Linked DNA regions of Sus scrofa: region 2 is linked to region 1. Evidence: chromatin contacts called from public Hi-C data. All regions are on one chromosome and are shown on one strand. Each heading gives the region's core, a stretch centred on a gene start, on an enhancer-like site or on the middle of the called end of the contact. The rest is flanking DNA. Distances are from core to core; before and after follow the strand shown. Region 1 overlaps LOC102168016 (a long non-coding RNA gene). Region 2 overlaps AUTS2 (AUTS2, activator of transcription and developmental regulator).

Evidence for each region. A called contact is a pair of places that touch in the nucleus more often than the background predicts.
Region 2: a Hi-C map of mesenchymal stem cells shows a contact between it and region 1, with 5 times the contacts expected there. The contact joins two enhancer-like sites.

What each region holds. Positions count from the first base shown.
Region 1 is chr3:12,076,278-12,078,977 of Sscrofa11.1, reverse strand. The region is part of intron 3 of LOC102168016 (a long non-coding RNA gene); the gene reads right to left. Among named protein-coding and RNA genes, the nearest start is that of CASTOR2, 38 kb to the right of the region's middle. Within about 2 kb of position 1,432, at least 9 of the 83 cell types and tissues checked have an H3K27ac peak or open chromatin away from gene starts, as enhancers often do.
Region 2 is chr3:14,559,604-14,562,303 of Sscrofa11.1, reverse strand. The region is part of intron 5 of AUTS2 (AUTS2, activator of transcription and developmental regulator); the gene reads right to left. Among named protein-coding and RNA genes, the nearest start is that of GALNT17, 470 kb to the left of the region's middle. Within about 2 kb of position 1,388, at least 5 of the 83 cell types and tissues checked have an H3K27ac peak or open chromatin away from gene starts, as enhancers often do.

The DNA.
Region 1 (2,700 bases), core at 183-2,682:
TTAAAAAAAAATACAGCATCCCCCTCCTTGAGAGTTCCCAGCAGTAACCAACACAACTTGTATCCATGAGGATGCAGATTCAATCCCTGGCCTTGCTCAGTGAATTAAGGATCCAGTGTTGCAGTGAGCTGCAGTGTAGGTCACAGATATGGCTTGGATTTGGTGTTGCTGTGACTGTGGTGTAGGCCAGCAGCTGCAGCTCCAATTCGACCCCTAGCCTGGGAACTTCCATATGCCACAGGTGTGGCTCCAAAAAGCAAAAGAAAGAAGGAAGCGGAGTTCCCATCGTGGCACAGTGGTTAACAAATCCAACTAGGAACCATGAGGTTGCGGGTTCAGTCCCTGGCCTCGCTCAGTGGGATCCCGCATTGCTGTGGCTGTGGTGTTGGCCGGCAGCTACAGCTCTGATTGGACCCCTAGCCTGGAACCTCTATATGCCGCGGGAAAGGCAAAAAAGACAAAAAAAAAAAAAAAAAAAAAGAAAGAAAGAAAGAAGGAAGGAAGGAAGGGAGGAAGAATATAGCGCCCCCCAAAAGGACGAAATTGAAATGCTCTGAATGTTAGCAGAAGAAACTGAGGAGGTTTAGCCGCCTCGATAACCACCAGCAAGAATTCCCAAGTAAATAACCAAAAGCTCTGGAATGGCTGTGAAAAAAAGGTCATCTGAACACTCAACATCAGCAATTTTTAGGACACCTCCCTGCCTAGGACCCCGTAGATGTTAACGGCAGCTCAAAATCAAGCAACTGGCTGCCCGTTCAGTCTGGGGACTGCACCTAATAAACATTTTATGGACCGGTTCAATTGCGGAGCGATGCAGGCAATTAACTTCCATCGTGGTTTTATTGTGGAAAGATGTTGCAAGCTTGGGCCATGAAAGTAGAGCCATGCATCAGTTCAGGAAACAGGGCTGCCAAAGCCCAGTGGGGTCCATCGTCAGAGCAGGTGCAGAGCTCAGATGGGCTGCTCGTGGCTAATGAGCCGCTCTCGATCTCGCCCACGGTCAGCTGGCACTGAGCCAGAAGCTTCATTCTCCTAGCAAAGCTCCTGGAAAATGCTGGACTGAACCAGCCCCCCACATAATATGGGGTGATACTGAATCACCCCAGAGGGATACATTGGGTATAAAAATCTGGTATGTCAGCCTCGCTGGCCTAATCCTGTGCCTACTACAGACTCACTTGCTATGACTGCTGATGTAATGTCACACCAGACATCTGTGGGGGAACATCTATTAGAGATTGGGAGAGGAGAGAGGGAGAGAGAAATAGGACTTGGGCCACTGAGAGGCCAAAAGAGGGGTAAGAAGAGGGCAGGCTGACTGATGCCCTCTCTTCAGTCCAGAGGAATTTGCATAGTGCCATGTTTCCCCAGCAACAGGCTCTGATTGGTCCCCATCTGTCCAGCAGCTGATCTGGGTCCTGACCAGTCTGTTCTCAGTCCCCCTGCTGGGCAGAAACATGCAGATGAGGCTGGGAAATCCAGCTCAGGCTCTCCCTGGCCTCTTGAGGCCCCAGGAGCAGAGCAGATCTGTAGAGGCTCTGGATATTGAAGAGGCTCATGCCCAATCTACTTCACAATTCACAACGATACAGTGCTCTGGGGAATCACACTAACCTGCATTAATACTAGAATTCAAATAGATTTTTCCTTGATTTTCTGATTGCAAAATTCTGGGTAAGGCTGTCAAAAGTGAGCTCTTCTCTGCCTCTTCATGTGTGTGCCTTTAGGGGAGCATAAGAGTGCTCATCTGGGTGTGAGTGAGGGAGTGTGTGTGTGTGTGTGGAGGGGGGGTTCTGCCTTGTTGGGCTCCTAAATCTGTTGCCTCACCCCTGCAGGCCTCCTCTCTGCCAAAGTATCTCCCCCTGTGGGGGGCCCCAGACAGGCTCTGACACCCCAGGGAAATCAGGTAAAGCCATGGTTTGAGGATGTGGCTGGAGGGCCAGGAAAGCCTGCAGGGCAGATGCCTGCAGGGGGTAGGGGAGGAGTAGAGGAGTGGGGCATGGAGGCAGAAGCTGGATATGAGGGGGGAGGTCCCGAGGTCTATCAAGTGATGGCACTTCCCTGGATGCCGGTCCACCCCTGTCGGGCCCAACGGCACAGGTGGGCTTAGACCAAGGGCCCAGAGCCACCACCAGTGTTACTTCCACCACTCCATCACCGTAATGAACTCCCACTCTATGCCAGATGGTTTGCCTACATTGCCTACTACAATTCCTAAGTGCTCTTGTCCCCAATTTTACAGATGAGAACTGGAAGCTCAGAGAGGTTAAGTGACTTTGCCAGAGCCACACAGCTAGTAGGTGGGAGGAGCCAGGATTCAAACTTAGCACTTGAAGGTGCTCTTTCTGCTAAGTCACACTCCCTCCAGGGAATAACAAGTCAGGGATCAGAGTGGCAGGACTGTAGAGAAGCCAGAGCCAGACGTCTGGAGGTAAGTGATTTCAGGAACAGTGTAGCAGCTGGACAGTATCAGCAAGGACTCTCTCTCTCTTTTTTTTTTTTTTTTTTTTTTTTTTTTTTTTGTCTTTTGTCTTTTTAGGGCCACACCCCCGGCATATGGAGGTTCCCAGGCTAGGGATCTAATTGGAGCTGTTGCTGCCAGCCTAGCCTAGAGCCACAGCAATGCCAGATCTGAGCCACGTCTGTGACCTACACCATAGCTCACAGCAACACCAGATCCTTAACCCACAGAGCGAG
Region 2 (2,700 bases), core at 139-2,638, 2.5 Mb before region 1:
GCACTTCAAAAAACACCACTCTGAATGTAAAAACTCAAGCCATTGACTGGGAGAAAATATTTGCAAATCAGATATTGGATGAATGGAGTTCTGGTCGTGGCTCAGCAGAAATGAATCTAACTAGCATCCATGAAGACACAGGCTCAATCCCTGGCCTCACTCCACGGGTTAAAGATATGGAGGTGCCGTGAGCTGTGGTGTAGGTTGCAGATGTGGCATGGATCCCAAGTTGCTGTGCCTGTGCTGCAATTTGACTCTCTAGCCTGGGAACCTCCATATGCTGCAGGTTCGGCCCTAAAAAGACAAAAAAAAAAAAAAAAAAAATGTTGGATGAAGGATTTACAAGAAGGACCTATACAGAACTCTTAAAAGTCAATTATAAGATGACAAACAACCCAATTTGAAAAATGAGCAAAAGATTTGAATACTGTTTCATCAAAGAAGACATACAAATGGCTAATAACACATGAAAAGATGCTCATCATCATTGTCATTAGGGAAATGCAAGTTAAAACCACAATGAGAGACACTTTACATCCACAAAGATGCCTATACTCATCAAGGCAGGCAATAACAAATGTTGGTCAGTGTGGAGAAATCAGAACCCTCAAACATTACTGGGGAACTTCAAATGGTGCAGCCACTTTGGAAAAACAGTTTGGTATTATCCTAAAAAAAAATTTAAACAGAAATTTAGTATATGACACAGCCAATTCATTCCAACATATTGAGCAGAAGAAATGAAAACAAATAACCACTCAAAGAGCTGTATGGGAATGTTACAGCAGTATTACTACCAATACTCGAAAAGCAGAAACAAATGTTCATTAATTGGTGAATGGGTAAATAAAATATGGTATATCCATTCAGTGGACTACTATTCAGCAATAAAGGGGAATAAGCTATTACCACATGCTACAACATTGATGAAGCTCAAAACATCATGCTAGTGTAAGAAGCCAGATGAAAAAGATTATAACTTGTATGATTCCATTTGTACAAAAGGTTCAGAAAGAGCAACGCTATAGAGACAGAAAGTAGATTAGTAGTTAGCTTGGAATGAGGGTGTTGACAGGGACTGACTGCAGATGGGCACAAGGGATTTTACTGGTGTGATGAACATGTTCTAAAACTGAATCATGGTTACACAACCCCATATATTACGGAAAATAGCTGTACATTTTGTATGGGTGAATTTCCGGCATACAAATTACATTCCAACAAAGCCGTTAAAATGAGCTGATGAATAATATGTATAGTCTAATCTCATCTGAAAAGAAACCAAACCCGAAAACACCAAAGCAAAAGAGAAATAGGACATGGAACTTTCTCAACTACCGTCACCGTGGTTTGCATGAGATCTTTAGTCCTTACTCATCCTACTCATAGAAACAGAGAGCAGAAAAGTGGTTGCCAGGGGTTGTGTGGGGAGGGGGGTTGACGGTAATAGTCGGGTTTGTTAACCACTGAGCCATGATGGGAACTCCAGTGTTGACATTTTAAAAATTAACTCTGATCCATACTAAATTTTGATGTTAGTTGATATCCCAAGAAGATAACATTCATTCATTGCTCTGGCATGGGGACAAAGACGACTGCCAAAGGTACTTGATATCCCTATTTGTTTGTAACTTTTTTTTTTTTTTTTTGCTTTTTAGGGATTTTAAACTTTTTCTTATGGAAAATTTCAGACATATATAACAGTGGATAGACAGAATGGTCTAGTAAATTTCCATGTCACCGTTTCCACAAATAGCAACTCATGGCCAATCTTGTTTCATCTCTACTTCTGCCCACTTTCCCCACACCTTGTACTAAGGCTTAAAAGAGCTGAGCTGCCTATTAAGCTGAGCTGCAAAAATGGAAACACCAATAGCTCTGAGCTCTTGAGATGCCTGGGTGAGGAGCCAGAGGCCAGTCCTCTGGGGATGACCCTCTAGGCATAAGATACTATCTCTTTCCAGAAGAAAAGGCTTGGCTGAGACGGAAAGAGCCTGGGAGGTCAAGAAAGACTCTGTCGTCCACCCTGGGACTGTGCCTGCTCAAATGCGAATGGACAGATTTCTAGGCATAATCTGCTCATCACCAGTAGGTGAAGGAGGCTGACCTTCCCAGGGCACATGTAGAGCGCTCGGATGAAGTAATTTGCCACGTGGTCTCCTCGTGCCTTGGAGGAACTAATCACCTCACGGAGATGGGTGGCTTGTGCCTCAGGCAGGTCATTCCTCTCAAACACGCAGCAGCGAACTTGAACAACCTGGGAACTTCCTCCAAAGAGGAGTCAGCAAACCCTGGCGGGTCCTCTGTCCTCGAGGCATGTCCCCGCCCCCAGCCCTAGGAATCTCTGCACCCAAAGGCAAGACCAGGGCACGCTGGCTTGGGGACTAACCCTCACATTGCCACCTTTTGACTCCCGGCCGGGTCCGGGTGCACACCCAGCTCTCTGCTTTTGGAGAGAAGAGTCTGGTCACCAAGCACACATGCCTCGGATGCCTTGGATGGCGTTCGGCCCCTTCAGGATAGGGCATGTCTGGAGACGAGCTTCAGAACTCAGCACTCGATAAATAAGCCGTCTTTATTTGAGGGTGAAAACTGTTCCGAGCGAGCAGCTGTACAGAGCCTGCTAGCACATCCTGAAGCCATTCAGATCTCCAGGGAGAGCTGCTGAGGCTCGAACTCGGATGGCTTCATCACGCTCAC